3 separate regions of the Pan troglodytes genome follow, and all the other regions are linked to region 1. A link is a contact called in public HiChIP or PLAC-seq data. All regions are on one chromosome and are shown on one strand. The core of a region is the stretch at or near the end of the contact, and the rest is flanking DNA. Distances in the headings are between cores, read along the strand shown. Region 1 holds the start of EFHC1 (EF-hand domain containing 1). Region 2 holds the start of FBXO9 (F-box protein 9). Region 3 holds the start of GSTA4 (glutathione S-transferase alpha 4).

What was found. HiChIP or PLAC-seq counts read pairs in DNA pulled down with a chosen protein or histone mark.
Region 2: a contact with region 1 is called in an H3K4me3 HiChIP or PLAC-seq map of stem cell-derived excitatory neurons, with 17 times the contacts expected there. The contact joins the promoter of FBXO9 here to the promoter of EFHC1 in region 1. A contact is called at or near these places in 1 of 7 Hi-C or Micro-C datasets (stem cell-derived neural progenitor cells) and 1 of 1 datasets of contacts at active chromatin or transcription factors (stem cell-derived excitatory neurons).
Region 3: a contact with region 1 is called in an H3K4me3 HiChIP or PLAC-seq map of stem cell-derived excitatory neurons, with 7 times the contacts expected there. The contact joins the promoter of GSTA4 here to the promoter of EFHC1 in region 1. A contact is called at or near these places in 1 of 7 Hi-C or Micro-C datasets (stem cell-derived neural progenitor cells) and 1 of 1 datasets of contacts at active chromatin or transcription factors (stem cell-derived excitatory neurons).

What each region holds. Positions count from the first base shown.
Region 1 is chr5:58,275,232-58,280,306 of NHGRI_mPanTro3-v2.0_pri, reverse strand. It overlaps EFHC1 (EF-hand domain containing 1), which reads right to left and starts at 2,394. Exons shown (of 11, transcript NM_001280343.1): 1 at 2,281-2,394. The coding sequence starts at 2,343.
Region 2 is chr5:58,921,984-58,927,058 of NHGRI_mPanTro3-v2.0_pri, reverse strand. FBXO9 (F-box protein 9) reads right to left here and starts at 1,956. Exons shown (of 13, transcript NM_001160295.3): 1 at 1,623-1,956. The coding sequence starts at 1,625.
Region 3 is chr5:58,852,858-58,857,932 of NHGRI_mPanTro3-v2.0_pri, reverse strand. It overlaps GSTA4 (glutathione S-transferase alpha 4), which reads left to right and starts at 3,168. Exons shown (of 7, transcript XM_518543.6): 1 at 3,168-3,297; 2 at 4,287-4,391. The coding sequence starts at 4,305.

The sequences.
Region 1 (5,075 bases), core at 1,145-3,644:
TTTTTTACAATGAACACATTTTTATTTAAAAGATTAAATAAAAAAGAGTAGAAAGGCAAATTAGAGGTTATGTTAATGGTTTCCTTTTTCTGTTGTGAGGATACTTTCACAATTACATATCTATAATATTCAAATATATATATAGATACAATTTAAGATTAATCATAAAAAATATTTTTATGAAAAAAACTTTCTACATCCTAATTGCTTTAGAGCCCAGCCTACCATCTTTCAAGATCTGTACTAACATGAAAGGTACAACAGAATAAACTTCTTTTGCTAAAAGGGTTATAAACTGTGGACATTTGTTTTTAAAGGTCATGTATTCAGAGTCACAAGTCAGTTGACAGGGACTGCTCCAGGTATATAGTAAACATGACATAGAACAAAATGCGCTGAGTTGACATCCTCATTGGGTAATTTATGGAACTTCAAGCTCTTCTTCCACCACCAAAGACAGAAGCAACATCAGTGACTTCAGTTTATTTCTTTGTTTTAGACAAATGTCTCTACCATCATTCAGCCATAACTCACAGGCACCCCAGGCAAGGCAACCTCGGCCCTTTCCACCCCTCTTGTCCATTATGGTTCACCTTCTGTGTGTCTTTTTTTTAAATCGTTTTCCCACTCCCCTTTAAAATTTTTTTAACTTCTTATCTGCATGTCTTTAGAATTACATTAATACATATTCAGTCCTTCACTGCTGAAGATATACTGACGATGCTTTTCAAATTTCAAATAGGGCAAATTGGTTGACACTTGGCCAGTGTATTTAAAATCTGAAATACGTCCAATGCACAGTTCTTCTTACTTGTAATACAGCAATATGTTTTTAGAGCTTTGCACTTCCATCCACACCTCTGTAATTCCCTGTATCAACTCAGCCCTGTCTACACTCACCAACACCAAAAGCTTAAGCTCATCCTGTATAGGGCAGGCAAGTGCCTACAACATTTTCTAAATTACATAAAACTGAAAAGTCCACTGAAACTAAAAATCTATGATGTTGTGTCTTAATGCAGGGATAATTACAGAGATTCAGAATACAAATTCTCTCACCAAACTTTCGATTTCATTCTAAATTGATTCTTCCGAAGAAAATAAATTGACAAAATATTTTAACTTTGTGAAGCTGGAGAGGAAGGCAAGAGTTTAAAGTATTAAACTATATAAACATAAACTACTGTTAGCTCATCTGTGATGATCAGTCTACTGAATCTCATTATTGATTTTTCAGCACATACATTTCAGTAGCCCCGTCAGAATTAAAACAAACCAAATAATTTTAAGAGCTAAACTGTGGCAAGAGTTTAAAAAAAAAAAAAGAATCCAAGCTGCTGCTACTTTTTAAAAAATTTTGTCTAGAAAATGCAAATAAAAACACAAGGTTGGGGAAGGAGCAAAACAAAATCTAAACAGGAATCTTTTTACAAAAACGTTAGAATAAAAAGAATAGAGCCGGGGAAGAATAAACAGCAACTAATCAATTCTTGAGGGAACTGGAAAGGAATATCTCTTACAAAGCAGGGAAAGATGCTTTGGGAGGAAGGTGAGCAAGTTTTGGGGAAAACCCGCAATGGAGAAAGAAAAGAATGGGGAGAGGATGGGACTAAATTGTGGAAAATGTAGAAGATGGAGAGAAAAGAATGGGGTTGGATGCAAGATAAAGAAGAAAGGAAAAAGACCTGGCGGAAAGAAGAGGAGCGGAATCGATATACATACAAAACAGGAAATGGAGCTGGGAGTGGGAGATACTACCGGGTACAGGATTCAGAAGAGGAAGAGGTGGGGCGGGAATGACGGACCTGTGGGAATGAGGATGAAGGTGCATAGTGGCGGGGGGGTTTAAGGGCGGCGATGGACGGAGACAGGTTATGATGTGAGAGAACGAGCTAGGGAGAGGGCCCAGAGATAGGTTGGGAGTAGGGTGGGGGAAATAGTGATCTAAAGGGACAAGAGGCAGGGGCTTGGAGGAGCAGGGCCGTAAGAAAGAACGCGGCTAACGGGATGAGAATGAAGGCGCCAACACACTGCCAAGATGGAGTGGGAAAAAACTAGAGAGGGATGAGGCGGAGGGCAAAGGATCGGAGAGAGGGGATGAGGATGGCTAGGGAAGAACGGCAGAAGTTCGGCCCAGAATAAAGAACAGGGTCAGGACAGAAGACGTGTTTGGAGAGAAGACAGACTTGAGTGGAGGGGAATGGAGGTGCACTGAGAGGGGAAACCTCCTGGGCTGCTGGAAGGTGGGGACAGGTGGGAGTCTGGCAGATAACTGCTCACCGTAGAGTCCTTAAAGGACGTGCCCGGAAGAAAGGGCAAGCCATGCACGGGATTGGACACCATTGCAGCCGGTACCACCGCCGCCACCTAGGTCCTGCTTCGTCCTCTCCGGTTGCCCAGGCGACGAGCAGCGTTCGCGGGCACCTCCAGGCTCCATGGTAACGCTAAACATCCGGAACTCCCACGAGCGGAAGGCGGGGCCAGGAGGCGCAGGCGTCACAGGAGGTTTGCGCGTGCGCCATCCGCAGGACTCCGCGTTCTCGCGGTAAGGGGGCCGCGGCCTTGGAGCGCGGCTAGTGGGCGTGGTTGTGTCGGCCCCTCCTCTTCCGCTTCGCCCCGCCCCGCTCCCGGAGGATGAGACGTGGGAGCTGTTGGGTGGCGCGGGGAAAGGCGGGTGTAGCGAGGCGGTAGTTCTCGCTGTGAGATCCGGGGTCCGAGCAGGCCCTTAGATGAGTTGCAGAGAGGGACGTTCCTTCTCTCCTTCCACCTAGTCCTGGCGGACCTCACTGCGCCCCGCCAACGCTGTGAGCTCAGGCACTCTTTTCTCCCCGCTCTGCCCCATTTCACACAGAAGTGTAAATGGTCGGTCCAGTTGGCAGTGCTACTAAACTAGACCCATGCTTCTTGTAGGTAGGGGCCGAGGATTACCCATGATTGTGTTTCTGTTGCTCAGGGATGGTCAATGAACTAATGCAATCATCTCATCCTTAATTCTCCCACTGCCACATTGTATTTTTCCCCTTTTAACTTTTTTTTAAAATCAATCTTTCTCTTTCTTTCTTTCTTTCTTTCCTTTCTTTTCTTTCTTTTTCCTTCCTTCCTTCCCTCCGTCCCTCCTTCCCTCCTTGCTTCCTTCCTTCCTTCCTTCCCTACTTCCCTCCTTCCGTAGAGATAGTGTCCCACTATGTTGTCCAAGCTGGTCTCGAATTCCTGGGGTCAAGCGATCCGCCCACCTCGCCTCCCAAAGTGCTGGGATTACAGGCATGAGCCACCGCGCCCAGCTCTCTTTATTCTACCATCAATCCCTTCGGTTAAACACCTTCGTTCTTGTAGGGAAAGCCTTGAATATGTGCTGCAGGGCAGGGTGCACTCTGATAGGTACTTGATTTTTGTTGACTGAAGAGCTGCAGGTTGAAGGGTGGTCACCTCAATCCCTCGTTTGTACCTGCAGCTGCAATGAAAAAGATCAGAACCACTAGGAGGAACACAGCTCCTTCAAAGAGAAAGACTAAGTCTTGGGAAAGAAGCAGATAAGTGAGGTGAAATATTGTCAGCATCATAGGTATAGCCTTTGATGCTTTTTACAAAACTTGCTTAAATTATTTTTTCTTAAAAGAAACATAATCCTATTCCTGAAACATTTTTTTGGTGGGGGGAAGAAAGCTATCCATCATTGCTGAGGAGCTTAAAAATAAAAAGTAATCAAAAGCCACGTGCCGAGAGATTTGGATTCATTAGGTCTGACATGGAGGCCAGGAATCTGATTTTTGTAACAGGCGTTTGTGACAAGCCAGTTTAGGAACATGATAGAGTAATAAGCCAGACACAGAAGGCATATCTCAGTGTCACAGGTAGTTTACTGCCAATACAGACAGCAGCTTTACTTTTATTGCTGCTTGTCAGAGCAAATCCCCCTGATGGGTTTCACTAATTTGTGTGACGCTCAGGAGGCCCAGGACATGAATGCATTAAGTGGCACCTGAGGCAGTTATTGATGCCTGCTTACCATACCCTGCCCAGAGAGTTTCTTTTCTAACTCTTCTCCCCTTACTACATCTGTTTCCTGTTCTTGTCCTTTTTTAAACCTCTTTTTCTTTTTCTGTAAGTACATTACCTTAATGCAGCAGTTTAATACATTTTTTAAAAACTTCAATGAAGTTTTTTTGCCTTTGGTGCTTTTTACAAAACTTGCTTATTTTTTTAAAAAATAAATGTAATCATATTCCTCAAACATTGGTTAGCATTGTGGAAGTTACTGAAAACTTTTAAAGTACCTGTCCGTTGTATTATACCTTAGACACCAACTGAGGATGGATGCCAGTCACTGGAGGAATATGTCAAGATGGCAAGTTTGCTGGGTGCGGTGGCTCACGCCTGTAATCCCAGCACTTTGGGAGGCCGAGGCGGGTGGATCGCCTGAGGTCAGAGTTTGAGACCAGCCTGGACAACATAGTGAAACCCCACCTCTACTAAAAATACAAAATTAGCTGGGCATGGGGGCGCATGCCTGTAATCCCAGCTACTTGGGAGGCTGAGGCACGAGAATCGCTTGAACCCGGGAGGTAGAGGTTGCAGTGAGCCAAGATCGCGCCATTGCACTCCGGCCTGGGCAACAAGAGCAAAACTCCGTCTCAAAAAAAGGAAAAAAAAAAAAAAGATGGCAAGTTTAACCTTTCAAAGATAAGGCACCTCTCCCACTTCTCTCCACCTCATTGACGCTGATTACCCAGAATCACTGGTTACTGTAATTTTTGCTGACTCTTCATGATAACCTTAAACTGTTAGAAGTTCCATGATCCCTCCCTACCCACTCTCTTATTAAAAGTAAATTTCATGGCATTAGGACACACTTTGAAGAGCCCTTCTTGACTAAGTGCATGGTTGCACTTGGATCTATATTCCTGGGTTGGGTAGGGAAGGAGCGTGTGGAGCTGGAAAGGCTGAGTCATGCCTAAGCCTATTGTCCATTATCGCATCTGTTTCTATTTGAGGAGTGCCCTCTGCTCATGCCTTTCTCTCCAGAAAAGCACACCAGTTAAATGGCTAAGGGGTGTGTTTTAACTACTTTCGGACCC
Region 2 (5,075 bases), core at 707-3,206, 650 kb before region 1:
GTGCTTACTTTTATCACAACATTTGTACTGAGGTTGGCTGTTTCATTTACTAGATTTAAGGCATCCAGGACAGGAACACATCTCAGTTACCTCTGTAACCATAAGGTCAAACACATTGCTTGATTTGTAGTAAAGGCCTGTCTAGGCCTCAGCTGTCATGTCTATGGGACATCTATAAAGAGGTATGGTGATCTACTGAGGTCCCTTTTCATGTGACATTCTGTGATTAAAAGTTTATCATAAATCACCTTGCAGGTTTGGTTATATTGAAGATCTAGTATTGTACCAGAGTCTCACACTATGCCAGGCTAATAGGTACTCAAAAATATTGGCTGAATCGACAAATAAAATGCCATCTGGATAATGTGTATCTGAAGGATGAGGAAAGGAAATGGGAGAAGTGTAATATAGACAGCATCTTTCTTCTCCCCTGTGTTACAGTGGAGCTCTAAACCATTCTTACTTTGATTTTGACAGTATGATCACAAAAACAAACTATTATATCTGGGATCGGCTGAGTTGACATTTGGTCAATTCAACTACTACTTGAAATAAGTAGGGCCTCAGATGCCACCTGGAGGTTTTCCTTTTATTTTTCATAATCGAGTTTGACCTAAATATCACCTTCACTTGAATAGCTCACGTGTATGAGTAGTCCATGTCTTCATCATGTTACTCCTGTTTCACAGGTGCGATTAATAAATTATAAAGGCTAAGTACTTAATCCCGGTCAGAGAACTACTTCTGAAAGTTTAGGGGCAGGGGCAATTGCCTTTTCTATCCTCCAGATTAATTTAATAAAAATAAATTCAGCCATTCATTTATGCAATAAATATTTGAGTCCACTATAAATTAAATCGTTTGGAATTACTGCATCCCTGATTCTTTAAGCCCCAGCCAGAGATTAGTTTCTCAGATGAACAATTTATTCTAAACCAAAGAAAGGCATAGGGCAGAGACTACGTATTCCAATATGGAACAGTCTCATGGAATCTTCACTGTCAAGCTCTGCAACTTAGCTCAGTCTCTCATTTGGACGGCACCGACGCCGCGGAGACGAACCCTCCAACCCCACTCCGCCAGGACCGCCTGCCAACATCCTACCCAGGGAATGACGCCTCGCGGGGCAGATGCGTCCTACACCCAGGGCTCCTCAAGGTGCCGGCAGGGCCTGTCGGTGGGCCTGGTTTTTCGGCAGAAGAGCAATCAACAAGTGTCTCCTCTTGCCAGAGCTCCCTCCCGAATTCAGGCGCTGTGACAGCTTACCTCAATCTATGCTCAATGCTTCTGATAAAATCCCTCGAGAGGACCGAGACCGGTTCAATATACTCAGTGAGCCGAAAAGGGACATTTTCCCCGGCTGTCCTGCAAACCCTCCTCCTCACATCGAGCTCGGCGGGGGTTGGGGAGGCTCAGCAGGAAGGAATCCTGGGGAGAAGCCAGGGTTGGCACCCCCGCCCCCCGACGCACTCCTTCTCAGGCCAGGGCCCTCTAACGGGTGGCAGCCGTGAAGCTCCCACTCCTCCCAGAGTCCCCGCCGACCCCCAGCCCTAGGCCCGGCCCCTCTGCACACCACGCTCCCGCCCCGCGGCGTCCACCCTCGAGCCCCCTGGCCAGGTTACCATGCTGGCGGGGCGGCCTGCTGCGCTCGAGGGGCTCTCCGTGCCCCCTCTGCACCGCCCCCCGGAGGAGGGGTGCTGGGTGTCCGGGTGTCTACTCCTGCCTGTCTCTGCAGCGGAGCTTAGCAGAGTTCTCGGTCGGAGAAGCGCACCAGGCAGCGGCAATAACTGCGGGCCCGGCGTACGGCAGCCATCTTCGCGGGGCAGGGGGCCAGATCGGGGCGCGCTGGGGTGGCGGCGGCTGCCGGGGACTCGGGGAGTGGAGGGACGCCCGTTGCCAGCCGAGGCGGGGGATTGTGCGAGCACCGGAGCGTCAGCCCTACTGGAGACCCCGGACGCCGCCGCGTAGCTGCCCCCTCAGCTGCGGAAATCTGCGCCGACGCGCCGAGCATGCGCAGTGCCGGTGCTGCCCGTGTGCGCGGCCCGGCCACCCATCCCCGCGGGCTGCCTAGTGGAGGGCTAAGGGTCGCGGACCTACTGTGTACGCGCGCCTGACGCGGGGGGTGAGGCTGCCCGGGTGCCGAACCTCAAGCCCAACCCGCGTGTTGGGCTGAGTGAACACTTAAGCGAACTTGAACAAGCATTACCTCAAAAATTTTTACAACCCAAATTTAGGGGTGGGCCCTTAAAGCAAGCCGCCCTGAGAAGCATCGAACTGGACGTTTGGGACAGTCGCTACAAAGTCCTCGGAGCCTCTGGCTAGAGTCCCGCGCCAGGAATGCGGGAAAACAGTGAAATTTCTCAACAGTCACAGTTGTTATAACAACTAAAGTTTTTGAGAGCACAGACAGACTGGAGATTGAGGAAAAGACGCGCTTTGGTGCCCAGCAGGAGGAAAGAGCCAACGCAAGGCATGTCTCACTACAGATCCCATAATGCAGTGCGAAAAGGGCTTGCGATTCCATGGCCCTGAAACCCAAGTGCCGTGGAGACGGCGCCCGCGAGGCACTCTGGGATTTGTAGTCGGCCGCTCAGGTTTGAGCACCGGAACTTACACTTGGTCCTCGGCCCCACCTCTTAAAGCCCAAACTACCTGATTTCTTCTTGAGTGAATGTACTTGTTCATAAGGTGATACTTTGCTTTTACACAATTTAAATCTTTTAAACTACGGGTTTGCCTGTTTTGTGAAAACTGATAGGCTTCATAGCCTATAACCTTAATTTAGCAAACATTTACTGAGTTTTTAAAGTTTCTAGTGGTGCCAGGGACTAATAGGCTTCCAAACATTCAATGAGTTTACAGAGTTTAAATTTCTAATCCATTCTATTCTGGAGAGATTAAAAATGCAGTACATCGGCTGGGCGCGGTGGCCCACGCCTGTAATCCCAACACTTTGGGAGGCCGAGGCGGGTGGCTCACGAGGTCAAGAGTTCGAGACCAGCCTCACCAACATGGTGAAACCCCGTCTCTACTAAAAATACAAAAATTAGTCGGCTTTGGTGGCGCGCCCCTGTAATCCCAGTTACTCAGGAGGCTGAGGCAGGAGAATCGCTTGAAACCGGGAGGCAGAGGTTGCAGTGTTCGCGCCACTGCACTACAGCGTGGGCGACACAGTGAGACTCCGTCTCAAAAAAAAAAAAATTGTAGTACATCTTTGGCACAGAAATGGAGGTGAAAGTGCTGAGGGAGGGGAGAGAGAGAGAGAGTGAAGGGGAGAGAGAACGAGCTACAATAAGGAAGTCCAAATGCCGTGTTTTGTTTTGCTGAGACAGAGTCTCGCTGTAGCCCAGGCTGGATTGCAGTGGCGCCATCTCGGCTAACTGTAACCTCCGCCTCCCGGGTTCAAGGAATTCTCCTGCCTCAGCCTCCTGAGTAACTGGGATTACAGCGAGCGCCCCCAAGCCCAGCTAATTCTTGTATTTTTAGTACAGACGGGGTTTCACCATGTTGGTGAGGCTGGTCTTGAACTCCTGACCTCGTGATCCGCCCGCCTCGGCCTCCCAAAGTGCTGGGATTACAGGTGTGAGCCACTGCGCCCGGCCTGCCATGTTTTAATATTGGGATCCACCCTTCGGATGCGTGTGTTTTTATTTGCACCCTAAGTCAGCTACCTATAAAAAATGCCTTACTGTTTAAAAGAGGGCAAAAATTTAAATTTTTTGTTTTAAAGGAGACTCTAGGGCTTAAGTCTTTTTAAGGATAAATTTCCTCCCAATGAACTCCTTAAAATTGAATTTTGAAATTTAAATTGGGGGGAAAGGTTAAATCTAAGATTTATAATAGAATAAAATGATAAATGTGACTCTTTTACATACTGAGAATGAAGTATTGAAATAGTTTGGGAACAAATCTGTTTCATTTAAAATGTTGAGTGCTAGTTTAAAATAGCCTGGTCAATTACACAGATGGTTTCTTTTATTCTAGCAAGTAATTAAAGCTTAATAAAATAATATTTGTAAAGATAAATTGAGCATTAAAATACTGTTATGCTTCATAGCTACTAATTTTCTATTTTCAGTCAGTTCCACAGTATCCACTAGACCTCATTACAAGGTTATATTCTCATATTATATTTACAGGATTATAATTTCCTGAGGCCAAAACTACTGATCTAGGCTACTTACTAGCCTAGCAGACTCTTGCTAAAAGGTAGACCAAGACAGTACCTTTGTTTGCCAGGTAGACCTGCTTGGACAATTTGACTAAAACTGATCATTTTACTTTAGAAATTGCTTTTCATGGGAGTAGTATATGACTTGGTAGATTCCTTGTCGTGTCTCTATCTTTTCACTGATAATGATTTTCAGTTTTCATTTGCCATATGGGCTGGCTGTTAAATAGGTAAACACAAAGGTAGATATCAATGTTATACATATGTCAAGTGGCCAGATGACCTTTTTCCATTTGGGAGAGGAAATCTAAAGAAGCTTGACTGTCTTATATCTTGCATGTTTCTTCCACAAGATCAAGAGGAGAGAAGGATTCAGGCCTTGGTATAGATTTTTTCAGTAAAAAACAATCTTCAGTCTGTAGAATTCAAAAATAAAAATAGTGAGAAAAAAACTGATATGATCAGCTGGGAATTGTAAACTCAGAGAACAGTCCACAAAGTGTTAAAGGGTTACTGCTTTATTAATTAAATTTGTGTTGCTTACAGCAGTGTGACCCAGCAACATTAGCACCAGAAACTCTGAGAGTGCAGCCCAGGAATTTGTTTTAACAAGTCCTCCAGGTGGTTCTGATGCTTCCCGCTAATGTTTAAGAACTGTTGGCTTAGAACAATTATGTAAATTTAAAATCAGAGACCTGGAAGCAACTTCTTTATTCAAACCGCTCTAGCCTTATAAGGATGATTTAAGGTAATGTCTACAATATCACTTATGACATAAATCAATGTGTTATAAAATTACATGTTAGTGTCAGATTCCCTATAACTAGTTACAGAGGACGATTGTTGTGTAGAGGATATCTGACTAGAGTCAGTTTCCCACCTGGGTTAAGAGTCCAGTCTTTAC
Region 3 (5,075 bases), core at 1,919-4,418, 580 kb before region 1:
TTGTCCTTTAAAAATCTTTGTTTTATTTTACCTCCCTGAATACACACGTAATTTACTATGGCATGCATATTCCTATTGCAAAATTCAATTTCCAAATAAATATTTTTAAAGAGCCTCTTTCTGTTTGTTATTTAGGTTAACATAAAAAATCTAGAGATGATTTAAAGTAAACCAAAGGATGTGTGTTAAGTTACATGCAAATACTACACCGTTTTATATAAGGGACTGGAGCATGGTCTGATTTTGGTAGCTGAGGGGGTTCTGAAACCAATCCCCCACAGATACTGAGGGATGACTGTACTTTAAAATATCATGTTGTACACAGTAAAAATATACAATTTTATTTGTCAATTAAAAAATAAGCTCCTTGAGGGCAAGAACTGGATTTTATAATTTATTTTTTATGTCTCAGTAAATCCAGTAGACCTCAGCACAGATGTTCAATAAAGCTTCCTTAATTATAAACTAAAAGCAAGAAAAAAAGAATGACCACTTTCAGCAAGGCTGGAAAATATGGCTTCCTACTCCTGTTAAACTGAGTAATTGCTGTTAAATCAGAACTGGAAATATGATTGGATATACACTGTTAAGTCTTTTTTGAAAACGACTTTTCTGACTTTTGGGGTGCCCAGTGGTCCTTGACTTACCTCTCTTCTTACCCTGCATACCTTCTCTGGATGAGCTCATTCTTTTGCCACCAATTCAACCGATTTCAGTTCTCTCTACTGAGTCCTCACTGGGTTGGTTTTTGTCTTTTTGTTTTTTTTTTTTTTTATAGGGAGTCTTACTTTCTCGCCCAGCTTGTACTGCAGGGGCGTGATCACGGCTCACTGCAACCTCCGCCTTCCAGGTTCAAGCGATTCTCCCGCCTCAGCCTCCTGAATAGCTGGGACTACAGGAACAGGCCACCACGCCCGGCTAATTTTGTATTTTTAGTAAAAACAGGGTTTCACCATGTTGGCCACGCTGGTCTTGAACTCCTGACCTCAGGTGATCCGCCCGCCTCAGCCTCTCAAAGTGCTGGGATTACAGGCGTGAGCCACTGCGCCCAGCCCTCAATGGCTTTTTCAACTGTCTAGTGGGCATTTCCAGCTGGATGGTTCATAGCAACAAAAGACAAGTCAACCCATTTTCCCCAAACTTTGTCTTCCTTCTCCGCTCTTTATGGAACTAGAAACCAAAGCATTGCTCATTCATTCATTCAACAAGTGTTCTCTGAATACCTACTCTATACTAACCAGGATGTACAAAAGGAAAACCAAAAGCGCAAAAATCCTCGATCTCGTGGAATTTACATTCTAGGAATCTACAGACAAATAAATAAAAAATGTCCTGTTAGATGACAATACATGTTATTAAAAAAAAGACAAGAAGTGTGTGTGTGTGCGTGTGTGTGTGTGTGTGTGTGTGTGTGTGTGTGTGTGTGTTGGACAGGGCATCATTCTAGACTTTTCTTCCTCCTCCCTTCCCTTTGATCTGATTAGTAAATGCTTTACCACCTACCTCCTTAGTATTTCACCTTTTCTTACTCATATTCTTCAAACTCATGGTGCTACTTTAATTTACACAGACACAAGAGGTTTCTTTCTCTACCCCTACTACCCCAATTCATTCGCCTCACTTTGGCCAGAGAAACCTACTGAAAATAAAATCTGATCGTGTTAGCTGCTGCAATTGTTCAGCACCCAGGCTTGTCAAGCAAGGTACTCTCGAGCGCCCCCGTGGGTGAAGAAAATAACAACATCTATAGCCTGAGAAATAGCAGAAGCTGCCTCTAAAAACAAAATTTATTTTCGAAGGCATATATTTCAAACTTTGAAATCTATGTGAATTTTGCAATTGTTCCATAATATAGCCCTGATAGTTTTAATATATTTTTAATGTTTTAACTAACTTGCCAGCCAAATTATTCTTTTAGCACCACCCCCAACTCCAAAGACCCCCTTCCAAACAGGTGCTGACTTGAGACCGTGACTATAGAGCACTTGTCTCTAAAATGTACAAAATGAAGAGAAATCTCAAGATGTCCCACTGAGATGAAGAAAGAAAGAAGAAAATATGTATGTATGTATACATGTATATACATGTATACACAAAATTAGAAAAGTTAGGGTCTACTGTATAAATTAAATAAGGGTTGACAGTGCTTTTGATTTTAATCTGTATGTGGTACTTTGCCTACTTAACACCCTTATGTGGATTTCCTGACGGACTTGACATTCCTGTCAGGAAAGCATTGCGTACTTGCTGATTAAAAAGCATCTAAGGGCCGGGAGCGGTGGCTCACGCCTGCAATCCCAGCACGAGGCAGGAGGATCACCTGACGTCAGGAGTTCAAGACCACCCTGGTCAACATGGCGATACCCCGTCTTTACTAAAAATAGAAAAATTAGCCGGGCATGGTGGCGCGCGCCTGTAATCCCAGCTACTCGGGAGGCTGAGTCAGGAGAATCGCTTGAACCCGGGAGGTGGAGGTTACAGTGAGCCGAGATCCGTCTCAAAAATAAAAAATAAATAAATAATGAAAAAAATTAAAAATTTAAAAATTAAAAAAACATTAAAAAAAGCATCTAACTTAGATGGATAATGGGTCAAAAGAAAGGCAAACTGCCACATGCAGCGCCTCATTTGGATGTGTCTGGAGTCTTGGAAGCTTGACTACCCTACGTTCTCCTACAAATGGACCTTGAGAGCTTGTTTGGAGGTTCTAGCAGGGGAGCGCAGCTACTCGTATACCCTTGACCGAAGACCGGTCCTCCTCTATCGGGGATGGTCGTCCTCTTCGACCGAGCGCGCAGCTTCGGGAGGGACGCACATGGAGCGGTGAGGGAGGAAGGGGACACCCGCCTAGCCAGCCAGATCAGCCGAATCAACCCTGGCGATCAATGGGGTGACAGATGTCGCAGCCAGATCGCCCTCACATCCGAGGTACTCAGGCGGCGCACAAGCTATATAAACCTGAAGGAAATCTCAACTTTACAGTTAGGTCAAGTTGTTTATCGTACTAGAGCTTCAGCAGGAAATTTTAACTAAAATCGAATTTAACCAGTATAGCAAATATCATTTATTCCCAAAATGCTAAAGTTTGAGATAAACGGACTTGATTTCCGGCTGTTTTGACACTATCCAGAATGCCTTGCAGATGGGTGGGGCATGCTAAATACTGCAGTGTCCATTGGTGAGGTCGTCCCGGAGCCTCGCCCAGCTCCCGCGCGCTAGAGCCGCCTGCTGGTCTCACCCAGCCGGGACCGCTGACCTTGCGCTTTGTGCGGCTCCAGGCCTCCGAGTGGACTCCAGGTCTGTCTCCCTCCTGCGGTCGCCCCCTTCCTCGCCCTTTCTCTCTTCTTTTTTTTCCCTCCCCTTTACTCTCTGAGTCTCACTCTCGCATTCTTCCCTCACTCCCCCAGTTCAGTCCTTCTCTTGTCTTTTTTTCCTCTTGTCCTTTGTCCTCCTGCTCCATCCAGTCTGGGCAGAGGTGGGCCCCTTGGCTGGAGCTGGGGTCCTTCTTGGCTCAGTGTGCATATTTTTTTTTTAAACCCCTTCTGCGGAGTCTGAATGCATTGGTGGAAGGTGGGCTCGGATCGTCCCCGGGCCTGGCTGGGCTGCCGCTACGCCCCTGCGTGGGCTGAGCGGGGAAGACGAGCATGGGAGAGTGCGATCTCAGATGGCCAAGCCCTGGCCCCCGGCTCGTTTTACAAGGCCGGGGGCTCATCTCCCAGTAGGGGTGGTGGACACGCGGGACCCGGGGGGGGCAGCCACCGCATGCGTGACGGTGGACGCACATTTTGCAGACAGTAGTAGTACTCGGCCTGTTCACCTTCCAGTTGCCGTGATAATAAAATATGATGATGTATGTAAAAGCATGAATACTTGAAGAGCTTCCAGTGGCTGTGCGATTTTCCTTCGCTACCCTCTTCAACGCCTGCCACCCCCTATCCCCAAGCTGAATTTGGAAAATCTGAGATTCTCGAGGTCAAAATATATAATATTCTGAATTTGTGAAATCCCGTACTGCTAGCACATATGTTTTTACAACAAATGGCCCCAGCTTCCCAAGATCCAGGATAAGAAGTCATAAATAGAAATCATATAAAAGCCAAGGTTTTTTTCTCCGTGTTTTAAAATGGTGGTATTTTTTTTCTTGAGTGAGGGCAAATGCAGCAACAAAAATAAAGAACAGTTTCCCGTGCCAAAATCCTGAATATTCATTTCGCCCCTGAGCACTGGGTTGAAGACGCGAAATTGGGGCTGTTGGTCTGCGACGAGCTGCTGCATTTGTATTTCAGAAAGCCTGAAAAGCTATCATGGCAGCAAGGCCCAAGCTCCACTATCCCAACGGAAGAGGCCGGATGGAGTCCGTGAGATGGGTTTTAGCTGCCGCCGGAGTCGAGGTACCTTATATGCTGTTTCTTCACGGATTTGTCATACAGCTTTTGAGACCTTTGAAAGAAAAATACGTTTTGAAGCACCGTTCAGTTCTAGTTCTCGTCCACCAAAATCACAGGCACGCTTCACTGAGTCAGATACCATCCCTGAAGGGATTTTTCTTTATAATTAGAACGTAGTTGATGGAATTCTATTTTCCTTTTGACTTTTACTTAATTATTGGCTTCTGATCTAGCACCAATGAATATTTATTAATAAGAAGAAAGGAAATTTACCTGAAAATTGTCAGTTACTCTGAGCTCTTATTAATTATGCATTCTCAGGGTAAATTTCTTGTTTTCTTCAGTGGCTTCAAACTGGCAGCCTTGGTATCTTGCTTACATATGTGTGTGTGTCTGTTTTTGTTTTCGTTCTGTTCTTTTAGCTTCTTATTATGGAAATTTTCAAATACCTATAAATGTAGAGAGAACATTGCCATGAATTCCATGTACTCATCACCCGACTTCAGCAATCATCAGCTGTATGCTAATCTTGTTTCATCTATCACCTCCCTCCCCTTGTTTTGTGGGAGTATTTTAAAGCAAAATCCAAACATCATAACATTTCATCTGGGAGTTCCTCAACATTTTCCTCTAACAGATGAGGATTTTAAAATGTAGCAATATTATTATCACATCCAACAAAATTAG